2 separate regions of the Triticum aestivum genome follow, and region 1 is linked to region 2. The links are chromatin contacts, called in public Hi-C maps. All regions are on one chromosome and are shown on one strand. The core of a region is the stretch at or near the end of the contact, and the rest is flanking DNA. Distances in the headings are between cores, read along the strand shown.

Region 1 (6,013 bases), core at 90-2,589, 110 kb after region 2:
CCACTGAGCTTCGCCGCCCCCACGCCGGTCACCGCCCCCGCCGCCGGTTGCCGCCCTCTCCTGCGTTTCACGCCGGCTGGACGCATGCAGCAGCATGTGCCCCGGTTGCAGCTCCCCCGGCAACGGCCACTACTCCGTGCGACGGTCGGAGCTCCGGTGGCGATGATCACCGGTCACGCGCCCTCGACGACGAGCTCACGACTGAAGCGAGGCAAGGCTTGAACCGTCGCACATGCCCTGTGTTGCAAAACGCTGGAAAAAAAGCTTCAACCCCGGGATGGAAAAGCTTCAACCAGCACTGCGAAACAGGGGGAATTTGCAACTGCTGGTGCAAAAATGCTTCAACCTTAGATGGAAAAGTTTCAACCATATGATAGGAGAGAGCTTTAACCAAAGCGCTACTCAAAACGAAATAAGTTTCAGACGTTTACAAAAAAGCTTCAAGCGTGGATGTAAAAAGCTTCAACCGTGTATGAAAACAGCTTCAACCGTTGTACAAAAATGCCCCAACCAGACACTGCAACCAGAGAAAAGTTGCAAACGTTGACAGAGAAAGCTTCAACCATATATCAAAAAAGCTTCAACTGCTATCGGCGACGGAAAAATTGTGGTTGCAGCCTGCGATCACCCCCGCGAGCTGCGCGAGATGTGGGGGTGCTGCGTGCGCGAGATGCGTGAGACACGAGGAAGAAGGAAGCGGCCGGCCCAAAGGTTCGGCCCGGTGCCCCGGCTCGAAACATTTACCTAATAATTACTATCCCTTTTTAGTTCGGGTCATGGCCGGTCGCATCAGAGCAGTCACGTGCACGATCCACAGAGTAGACTGAGGCGGTGTACACGTACGTACTTGTACTCGTCGAGGTCTCCGTCGAGTCGAGCGTCTCGCTCAACCGATGGTCCGTGAATCGGTGAATGAAGCATGCATGCCCATGCAAAAAAAAAGAAAAAAAAGAATGAAGCATGCATGCATGCAGACCTTGCTGCTGACCTCGCGCGCGCATGCAGCGGAGCAGAGCTCGCCCGGAAATTCACGCCTCGTTCGCACCAGGGAGAGGGAGGGAGGACCCTACATCACCCGCTCAGGCTGTTCCGGAGAAGGCGACAGGAGCCAGGAGGCACGATGGATGATAGGCGGGCGCACGCGCGGAAGAGGCGAGAGCGAGGTAATGGTGGACTGGACTGACGGCGGAAGTGAAGGCAGCGGTCAAACCTGGAATGGACGGACGGACGGACGGACGGCTGATAGATATTTTCTCCTCCTACTGACGAACGAAAGGGAGAGGAGAGCAGCCGCAAGGGGGAAGGAAGCCCCAGGAAGGCCACACAAGTGGGAAGAGGAGGAGAGGCGGACAAAGTCTCCCGAACGAGTCTTGGTCGTCGTCGGCGCTGGCTCGCCTGTGAACAAGGCCGTCGAAATCAAAATCGGGGCGAGCACCGCTGCTCACATGGGCCCGGGCACACGTGATGCCTCTTTAATTCACTACAGTAAGTAATAACAGCATCAGCATCACAGATCTTTTTTGCAAATCTGAGATGGTTCTGCTTGACGAAACGGCCAAGATCGCTCGTTTATTAGAGCATAGACAGCCGGACTCAAATCCGGCTCCTAAAACGCCCGAGGACGCGTTCACTGACCGGGCATCCCTTATATTTGTCGTTCTGCATCCGCGTACTTCATATCTATTACCTTATATTCGTACTACTCATACACACGTTGATCTATCCTATGTGATCAGGCGACAGACAACCAAATTGAGCTGCAAAGGAACACAAGATCCGCTGCAAACGGACATAACATACTTCACCATATCCAAAAGATCATAGTTCGTCCACGGACAAGTTCATAAACTTCTACAACTAAAAACGATATAAACAATGAGGAGGAGGGGGGGGGGGCAAAATCACCACTTCCTCGCCGCGCCTTTGTCCTTCCAGTTGCCGGCACAGCTGTAGGCGTCCTCGGCTGGTGGAGGGTCTTGGTCGGCAGATGGAGAGATGCAGTTGTCGCCGTCGTCGGAGTCAAAGTCGAAGAGGACGATGAGCCCCTTCATCTGGCGGACCGCCCTGTCCTGCTCCTGCTTCAGCCTTGCCACCCGAGCCTTCTCAACTGCTGCCTCCTTTGCCTCGCGCTCCGACTACTCAATAGTTAGCCGGAGCGCCTTGGCGCTATTCCATCGGAGGCGGCGAGCGTCCGCCTCCGCCGTCGCGAGGGAGCGGTGATACACCTAGGCGAGGAGACGCGCGTCCTCGTCGGCGTCTGACTCTGTCCCGCGGAGGCGGCGTGCGGACTGCTCCGCCGCCTCCCTCTCCCATGCATGTTGCCTCACGTGGCGCACGACACGCGCCTCCGACTCTAGAGTGCGCGTGAGGGCCGGAGGCCCGGCACAAACACCCAAAGCTGGCCGCGCACCGGCGGGGAAGGAGACTACACGGGGCCGACGCTGACTGTGCTGATCGGGCGTCACTGCGGGTGGGCCGGGAGGGTCCAACTCCAGTGCCCGCGCTGCACAGGCACGGGAGGTGCGGCGATGCTCCAGATCTGGAGCTGTCGCTGGTCTCCTCCTTCGACCGCTCCAACGCAATGCGGAGGGCCATCTCCTCCTCATAGTCGAACTCCTAGTTAGACTCGCTGCCGGAGCTACTCATCGTGGTGGATGGGATCGGAACCGGAGAGGGAAAGGAGTAGACAGACGAAGCGAGAGAGGGAGAGAGTGAGCTAGGATTTGAGCTCGCCGCCCGGATTGGGGTTTTTTGTGGGGTCCTTGCTGGGCCTGGTCTGTCAGACGGACGCGCCGGGATGTGCACGGGCCGCCTCATCTCCGCCCTATATTTGGCTGGATATAAGGAGTACCGGTCAGCCGAACATTTGTCTGTAGTTTGAGAGGTTTGGTTGGGTCGATTTTCTGTGACCGATCACTTACCAGACAGCATCTCCGAGAGTTTGAGACGGGTATGAGAGGATCGGCTGATGCTCTTAGGTCCTGTTTATTTGGGCTTTTATTTTTGCTTTTGCAGCTTTTTCATTTTGGCAAAAAGACATAAAGGCTCTAGATGGGTGCTTTTGATGCTTTGTTGTTGCTACCGCTACTGCTCCCACTCCCGTCCCGTCTTGTTGTCCCGTATGAACTTCTTTTTGCTTCCATCCGTTCAGGTTGGTTACGTAATTTATTACACACGCACCCTCGTGCGACTTGTCCTGCTCGGTTGGTGCTAATTTGTTTTAAATAATACATTTTTTTATTAATTTGCACAAATATTACGCCGATATTTTTATTTTCAAAAATAATATCCAATCAGCCTGCAGCAGGCCGATTGGCCCCTAGTCGGCCAACCGCAGGCTGATTGGCCACTTGTCCTCCTACAGATGGCTGATAAGAACCTGTCGGCCAGTTATGGGCTGATTGGGTCCTGTCGGCCAACTGTGAGCTGATTGAATTTTTTTTAGTTGTCCCGTTAATATTCCGTACTAACTCGTACTATACGTGGATGCGAAATATTTAGGTGTGTTAGTATTTGAAGTTGCTCCGGCAATATCTGAAATATACGTAGATGTCAAACATTTAAATCTGTCAATATTTGTAGTTGCTTCCGCAAATATTCGTAATATATTTGTACGTGTGTGAATTCTTTTAGTTGCTCAGTCAATATTTCGTAATAATTCGTACTATATATGGATGTGAAATATTTCGGTGTGTCAGTATTTGTAATTGCTCCCGCAAATATTCGTAATTTTTTTGTAGGCGTGTGAACTTTTGTAGACCGTTAATATTCTGTAATATATATACATGTCGAATATTTAGTAGTGCGGAGTTGCTGCTTAATACTCTCTCCGTTCCAAAATAAGTGTCTTGACTTAGTACAACTTTGTACTAAAGTTAGTACAAAGTTGAGACAATTATTTTGGGACAGAGGGAGTACTTGTTTGTAATAGGCCCACAGCTGGCCGACAGGGTCACCACCTCTTGGCCGACTGGCCTATCAGCCATCTGTAGGCCGATAGGAGGCCAATCAGCCCGCTGTTGGCTGACAAGGTCCAATCGGCCTGCTGCAGGCTGATAGGATTTTATTTTTGAAAATAAAAATATCGGCGTAATATTTGTGCAAATTAATAAAAAAGATGTATTATTTAAAAAAACATAGCTCGGTTGATGGGGCGGGAAAATTAGGCTCGCCGATTAACCACCCCAACTATCTAGCTCCGTCCCTGGTACACTCGTACTCGCACCAAAGATGCGGAAATTGCTTTTGGAGCTAATTTAAAATTCAATAAAATTCATTTTTTTACATTTCAATTTTTTTTGAAAAGCAAATACTGACATGCATGGAGGCATAGCACATGTGTGTGTAAATTTTTAGAACGAAATACATTGAAATGAGGGTTGTGCAAGAAACAGAAACATGTGGCTTTTCAACACATGATACTATTCAACCCAAAAGTCCATGAATTTGTTCTTTTTACGCATATCATATATCAAGGTAATTCTTCCTTGTATATGTTACCTTGTTCGGTTTTGGTCCACAGACAGACATATATGCATGGCAGTATGGACTTGAACGCGGACTGGCTTGGGTTTGGATTAGCTCTAGGTGAGGACGTGGCAACCACTCCAGCTCAGCCGGACAGCAATTAATACGTACGTGCTGCCAGCTTGCCACAATGCCACCTCATCGGTCGGCCACGAGGGCATGTACAATGGTGGCATATGGATACATATGCCCCATGACAAAAAGTAATTTGAGGCACCTACATTTATTTTTTTCTTCCCAATGTAAGCTACCATTAGTGGGGCTCATTAAAAAATAAAAAATAAAGACTCTAGTACACATATATCTCTATTTTTCACTCCACCTTTTCAGCTTTTGTCACCGGACCACACTTTTTCTCTTCAAGCACCCGCCTCCTGGTGAGGATCCCGCTTCCCTATCCGAACCTACTTTATGTCATATCCGATCCTACATGGCATGCGAGACATCACCTTGAGGCTATGCATTGTACATGCCCTGAAGGATGTCACAGGCTCCATGGACGCACTTTTGCACCTTTCCGTCAGATGCCGATCCTATCTTTGTCGTCCATCATCTGTTGGCAGTCACGTGCACAACGGAGCAGCAAAGCACCAGTGTACCAACACGTACGTACGTAAGTGGAGAGCTCGCATGCACGTTGGACCGTCCTCCTTCTTAGCGGCCCTAGCCGCCGCCACCGGCGAGGGGACTAGGGAGACGATCTTCTTCCACTGATCTCCACCGGCGGGGATGTTGGCGCCTTCTCCCTCCGGCTGCTGCTCCGGCGGCAGGAGGGGGACCCCGTTCCTCCGCTCTGTAGTTAAGGTTTGGATTTGTAGGTCAGGGTGCGCCGTTGAAATGGTGGAAGCGGCGCCAGGACGAATAAATCTGGCTTAACTTCACTCCCACACCGGCGGTGTCCTTTTTGGCGGCGTCTCGGAGTTGGTGGCATCGTGTGTTCGCCGATTCTTCAGATCGGCAGCGTTAGGGTTCATGGATGGTGTCGGCGAGGCGGCGGCGGTGACTCCATCAGGTGTGTCTCTCGTTCTGCTCTGTCTCCGTTGCTGCGGTGTTGTCTCCTACGCCATGATGGATCAGGGAGGTTTTGTCGTTCAGGAGTACGAGGCGCCGCTTGTCTACGGAAGTGACAACTGGAAGATGGTGCATCTTGTGCTGGGTTTGTGGTTGGAGGCTAACAGTTCTCGTTTCCTCCTCCGACGTCATAGTCGTGCGGGTGTGTCAGTTATGGAGTTCGATGGCGTGTCCGAGGACACGTTGCCCCGGTCTGATTCTTTCAATGCAAATGGTTTTGCTTCAGACAAACTACATTGGAGGTCCGTAAAGCTGCTGATCAGCAATGAAGCCGCGTCGAACTCGGGTGAAGAGGTGATTTGCCTCCTTTTTCTTAATAAAGACGGCCAGGCGCTGGTTTTTCGCATAGGATTATTCTATCGTTTCAGTCCTGTAATATCGATGTTTACATGGCTTGTAACATAATCTTTATGTT
Region 2 (5,596 bases), core at 2,950-5,449:
ACCTCCGCCCAAAAGCTCAACAGCACCACTGAAACCAGAGAAGAAAAAAATAGCAGAGTACATTGTCAAGTGCCAAAACCAACCCCACTTGGAACTGTAAAGAAAATGAATCATCTGCATACCCTTGTTGGACTTCTGAACCTTGGGTTGGATCTCGATGTAGCACGTATCCTTGAACGAGGTCATGACGAAAATCTTCACTCCGTACTGCAACAGATTGTCAAATTGCGTTAGAATCAGCCTTAGTAAAGTACAACCCCTGCCAGCTGTGAAATATGTTATGCCCATGAGCAAGACAAATATAAGCACCTTGTCAGCAGCAGCCTGTAAAGTCACATGGTCACCCCATTCACCATTTCTGTCAGTTTATGCACCAAGATATTAGCTGGGGAAGCACTCACATGTGACTAATTTGTACTACTAGCCATGAACAGTTTTTGAACTGTTGAGCTTACCGTGATACTTTCTCCAGATACTCATCATATGCCATGGGGACGTATCCATCATAGGCTTCCCGGTTACTTTTAAGCTGGAACCGATTATTTATCAGACGAAAGATGAAAGTGTGAAAACAAAGAATGAAACTAAGGATCACGAAAGAAAGATTACCACTGTTGATTACCTGGCTAATTATCTGCTCCCTCACAAACTCATGGTGGTCCGGAGTTTGGTACAGCTGATCTGATAGTGCACGGAACTGTGGAATTGAGAAGGTTAGATTAGCATCAATTGGTCTAAGAGTAAGTCGCGAATGATTGAATAATTCAAAAGAGCTGACCCAACTACTGCTGCTACTATGCTTATTTCAACAAAATAAAACTAAGTATTCAGGTGAGGATGGCACTAAGTACAAACCTGACAATTGCCATCACCTTTCACCTTGTTCTCAGTTAGTTCATAGAGCCTCAACCTACAACAATATACATGTAAAAATTACTGAACTACACGTGGACACTCTGTTTAGAAAGTTAAGAAGAAACATTATCAAACTTATTCTAGTACATCTGATCCCTCATAAAGTCAATGTTTCCACAGCATTTACTATCACAAGGAACCCATGAGAAGTGAGATTTAAGACAGACCTGTCTGACAGCCTTTCATGGTCCATGGTGGCTTCGTCGAGTGATGGAATTTCACCATTAATTTTAGGGACATGCTGGAGAAGGCAAAATAAATTGTTTAATCATAGTTGTAAGTGTAATGGAACCAAAGCTAATAACAGATGCATAAATGTGTCGGAAAAGAAAAGAATGCTGATTAATTGTGCAAGTAGCAGTTTTAACTTGCAGCCTTTTTCCCATACTGAAGGTACAAGTAATAATTTATTCCCATGAAACTATAAGGAAGGCAGTAATCACAGCTTTGTATGCAAAACTCTATAAACTGAACCTGGTAGCCAAGTCACAGTTTTCATCTGGACGTTGCCAAATTTTAACATGGAGTTAAGAATATCTGAACTTAATTCACCTTACAATGTATTTACAGACTTTTGGACGAATTTCTTATCATGCTGTCCACTAAAGTAAGTAGTATTCACAATCAATTATCCAACTGACATACATATTGGTGAAATTGTCCATTGAGATTTTAGCTACATGTGCACAGGTGTTCTGTCAATTATCTTACCTACTTTGGCCATTGCTTAGTAGCTACTCCCTCCGTTCCTAAATACTTGTCTTTCTAGAGATTTCAACAAGTGACTACATACGGCGCAAAATGAGTGAATCTACACTTTAAAATATGTCTACATACATCCATATATTGAGTCCATTTGAAATGCCTAGAAAGACAAGTATTTGGGAACGGAGGGAGTACTTTAGTGAGTGAGCAAACATGGGACTTATCAAGCTTCCTTGGAAGCAAAGCTTCGTTTATTCTAGATACTAAGGAGGGAAATCAATCTTAGCGGAACAACACTGTGACTAAGGATCAATAGACTCACGGGAACTGGGACCATGGGGTAAAATCTCTTCCCTACTTCTTCCTCCATTTCAAAACAATCGTCACTCTCAGGGTATGAAGAGGAACTAGACGGATCTACGTAGACTGCCTCATGCTCCTGCCCGCCAACATTTCCTGGAACACACAAAATACATTAGGAGGGATAGCAAAACCGCGAAAGGTGAAGGGCTGAATCAGACCATGGATATTTTCACTACCAGGATGGTACATGCCTACTTGTGGGTTGTACATATCACACGTAAGTGCGGAGGAATGCAAATATGTCTCATCGGGATGCGATGCATCTGCAGAACCAAAAAAACATACACATGAGGAATACTGCCTTCTTTTTTTCATGAGTTTTGCACAAAAGAATTGCACGACGTTCCACAAAACTACCTCTAGCATAATTGTAGTCACAATAGCTGCTGTCACTGTAACCATTAGGATGTCCGTAGTAGCTGTTGGGAGCGGCAAAGGGGTCATGGAAAAGGTCGTAGGCCCAGTGGAAATTTTGATCTTTCTCACACATGCTCATCCGTGGGGCTCAAATTCTCTGTCAAAAGCACTGCCCCTACCAAGTAGATTCAGTGATTTTAGCATAAGGGAATGGACACCAAAAGAAGAACAGGAAATGCGCGATACACGGCTAATTTTGCGCGGCTGCAACAAAGTCAAGGACTGGTGAGAGACTCGACATAAATGAATGATCCGAGCCGTCACGTTAGGAGCACCCTCACTAAATGTGTTCGATACACTAGTCACGATTACGACAGATCGGAGAAAACCAACAGATTAGTACGCAATCCTCCCCCTCCTGGGACCACTACCACATTATAAGATATTATTAGCACAACTTATTATCAGTCTAAGCAACCAAATCAACAACCTAATAACATGCAAGATCAAATCAAAGGCTGATTGAACAACCCAATATGATTACTCCCATCACACGTTATGAAAACAAGAAAAGCTGGAACAGTCCCATAATCCAATCAGACGCTTTCTGTAGCAGCCTTAAAATAGTGGATTGCGTCTTAACTGCCGATTATGCCCGAGAGGCCGTTCAGGGAGAGCGAACTAACTGCAGGCGATATCCACCTTAATTTCTCTGATACGAACGGCTGACGTGCTCGGTGTGGATTGCGAAATGAGGGCCTCACCTACTGCTGTCCGCTAAAAAAAGATATATCTAAACTGGTAATAACAAAACACGGATTATTAACAAGAGATATGGGTAACTGTATCTGGCAACCCTGTTTTCCTGCAGGGTTAGTGGCTGCGTCAACAGGAGAAATAATGGTGGAAAAGTTGCAAGACTATTATTATTCCTGCAGAGTTAGTGGCCGCCTCACGAGGAAAAATGGCGGAAAAGTTGCACGACTATAATAGTAATAATACTAATAATCCAACAAGAAAGCCTCGTCCAGTGAGAAAACGAGGGAACGAACGGGCGGTGTTGTCCCGAAAGGCGGCATCAACGATGATGAAGCAACCTTAGCAGGCAAGGCTGCGGCTTTGCTCCTTTATGTTCATGGGGCAAATCATTTCTACAGAGCAAGAAAGAAGGGGGGAAAGGGCATTCCTTTTTGCTGCCACAAGCTACCACATACAACCAATTTCTTCAGTTTTGGAGCCTGGCAGACGGACAAAATAGAGCGTCGTCAGCGGCTCATAAATCGCAACAAGATCAACGCGGCTTCGATAACAATCCAACAGAAAGCAGCCGGCAAAGCAAGATAATGATAAAATCGGTCCAGGAGATAAGGTCGGGATCGCGGCCCGATTTCCCCTCCTGAAAACCGCCCGCGTCGATGAACAAGAGAGGGGAAATCCAGAAATCAGAGAAGGCTCGGCGCACTGACCTCGAGCTCGGCGCGCTCCCCACCCGCGATCAGCTCTCCGCAGAAAGACGACGGCGGCGGCGGCGGCGGCGGAGGCGGGGGCCAAAACCGGATCTTCTGCTCGCCCGGCGAGGGACTAGCGGGCGGCGGCGGCTCCGGGGGGGTTGAGCGAGGAGGCGAAGCAGCAGCAGGGGGAGCGGCGGGTCGGGGCGGGGGTCATCCGGGAGCCCTGGCGCACGGGCGAATTCCTCGGCCGGCGGATTGGGGGGATTGAGGAGGAAGCAGCCGGGAGGAGGAGGAGGAACCGCTGCGAGGTGCGGTGTGAATCGAGCGCGAGGGAGGAGAGAGGCAGAGGCGGAGCTTATTTTTATTTTTTTATGTTTTTCTTCACTCGCTCTCTTTCGGCTGGCACGCGGCCTCTGCTGTTTATAGTACTCGCTGTACTGTTGTGGAGGTGGGGGTGGCCTTTTTGCAGAAAGGACCTTGAAGTTTGTTCTTATTGCGGTGAGAGGCCCTCGGAGTGAGCAAGACGGTCTTCCTTCTCTCCGGCCGCCTCATGGAATGAACATTAGTTAATGACCTCTGCTCCTTGTCATCACAAGGGAGAAGAACACATGGTATGGTGGTGGCTTTTTGAAGCTTAAAAAACCCGCGGAATATGACCGTGCTTGGAACAGATTGCTGAGGGGAGGGTAACCACAAGGCAAGGATGCATGTAGCTTTCTCTCTTGAGAGAGGGGTCCGGGGTTGTGCACGGTCGATGGCGACGCGGCACAACGCGACGTACCGCGGCGGCGGCCCTTTCGGTTTGTTTGTTGCTACCCGTTGTGTGTTGTGTCCTCGTGGAGGAGACATAGAATAAGGGCGCGCGATGTCGACGCTGACGTGTTCGACATGGCTCAAACGCTCTGGTTTGTGTTTACATGTTGAGCGCAAGGTAGAAGGATTGGGGCGGTGATGACATCATTGATTGGGATACAACTTTTTTCATTAAAAAAGAGGCACAGTTTTTATTTGTTGCCGGGAAATGAGATTTGGTGTTGTTAGCAGATCGGTGCTTTTATAAAGCACATCCCGGCTTCGCGCTCAAGCCGGGGGATAAGAAGGTATTAGCTCAAATAAGCCGAATGGCACCACCGTTGGCACGCCGGAATTAGTTGGCCAAATGTTGTCAAGAACGTATGTATACTTTTGATTCTTCGACTCATTTGGTCGCTTTTCGTGGTAAGGACAACGAGTTGCTTGAAGGGTGCATTTGTATTTATGACAATGTTAATGATTGTACTATTGCTTATACATGCATGATACAAATACTTGTACGTACGTCACTACCTTTATTGAAAGGACTATTTATATTTGCTTTTAACAGATAAGCATTTCAAAATGCTGCAGACAGTATAAGTACCGCTAAAAAATCTGGCCATCCTTCCAAACCCGGAGCAAAAAGATGAATGTATGCTAAAAATTAAATTAGACCCTCTAATCTAAGATAAGTGCCGCACACGTCAAGGCTAGCGCCACCGAAAACGCCCAGATTGTTGAGTGTTGTAGGCAGCGTCATATTTGTTACTTTGTCTTTGTAAGAAACGATCAGAATTTTGGGGAAGTTGAGAAGAACACATGGTGTGGTGTATGGTAGTGGCTTTTTGAAGCTTAAAAACCCCGCCAAATATGACCAGGTTTGGAATGGACCGGTGAGGGTAACAACACTGGTGTAGCCTCCTTTCTTGAGAGAGGGGATGTGCACGGTTGATGGTGACGCGACACAACGCGACGTACCGCGGCGGCCCTTTCGGTTTGTTGTTACCCGT

What was found. Hi-C and Micro-C count contacts between places; a contact is called where the count stands out from the background.
Region 1: a Hi-C map of leaf shows a contact between it and region 2, with 5 times the contacts expected there. The contact joins the enhancer-like site here to the promoter of LOC123139894 in region 2. A contact is called at or near these places in 3 of 5 Hi-C or Micro-C datasets (all in leaf).

The regions. Positions count from the first base shown.
Region 1 is chr6B:712,484,427-712,490,439 of IWGSC CS RefSeq v2.1, forward strand. No RefSeq gene overlaps it. Among protein-coding and RNA genes, the nearest start is that of LOC123139897, 11 kb to the right of the region's middle. Within about 2 kb of position 1,340, at least 2 of the 8 cell types and tissues checked have an H3K27ac peak or open chromatin away from gene starts, as enhancers often do. A contact at or near this core is called in leaf, where this site is marked.
Region 2 is chr6B:712,368,677-712,374,272 of IWGSC CS RefSeq v2.1, forward strand. It overlaps LOC123139894 (OVARIAN TUMOR DOMAIN-containing deubiquitinating enzyme 12), which reads right to left and starts at 4,200. Exons shown (of 11, transcript XR_006469687.1): 1 at 3,807-4,200; 2 at 2,341-3,578; 3 at 2,142-2,246; 4 at 1,943-2,076; 5 at 1,083-1,156; 6 at 856-910; 7 at 456-697; 8 at 310-358; 9 at 123-207; 10 at 1-28.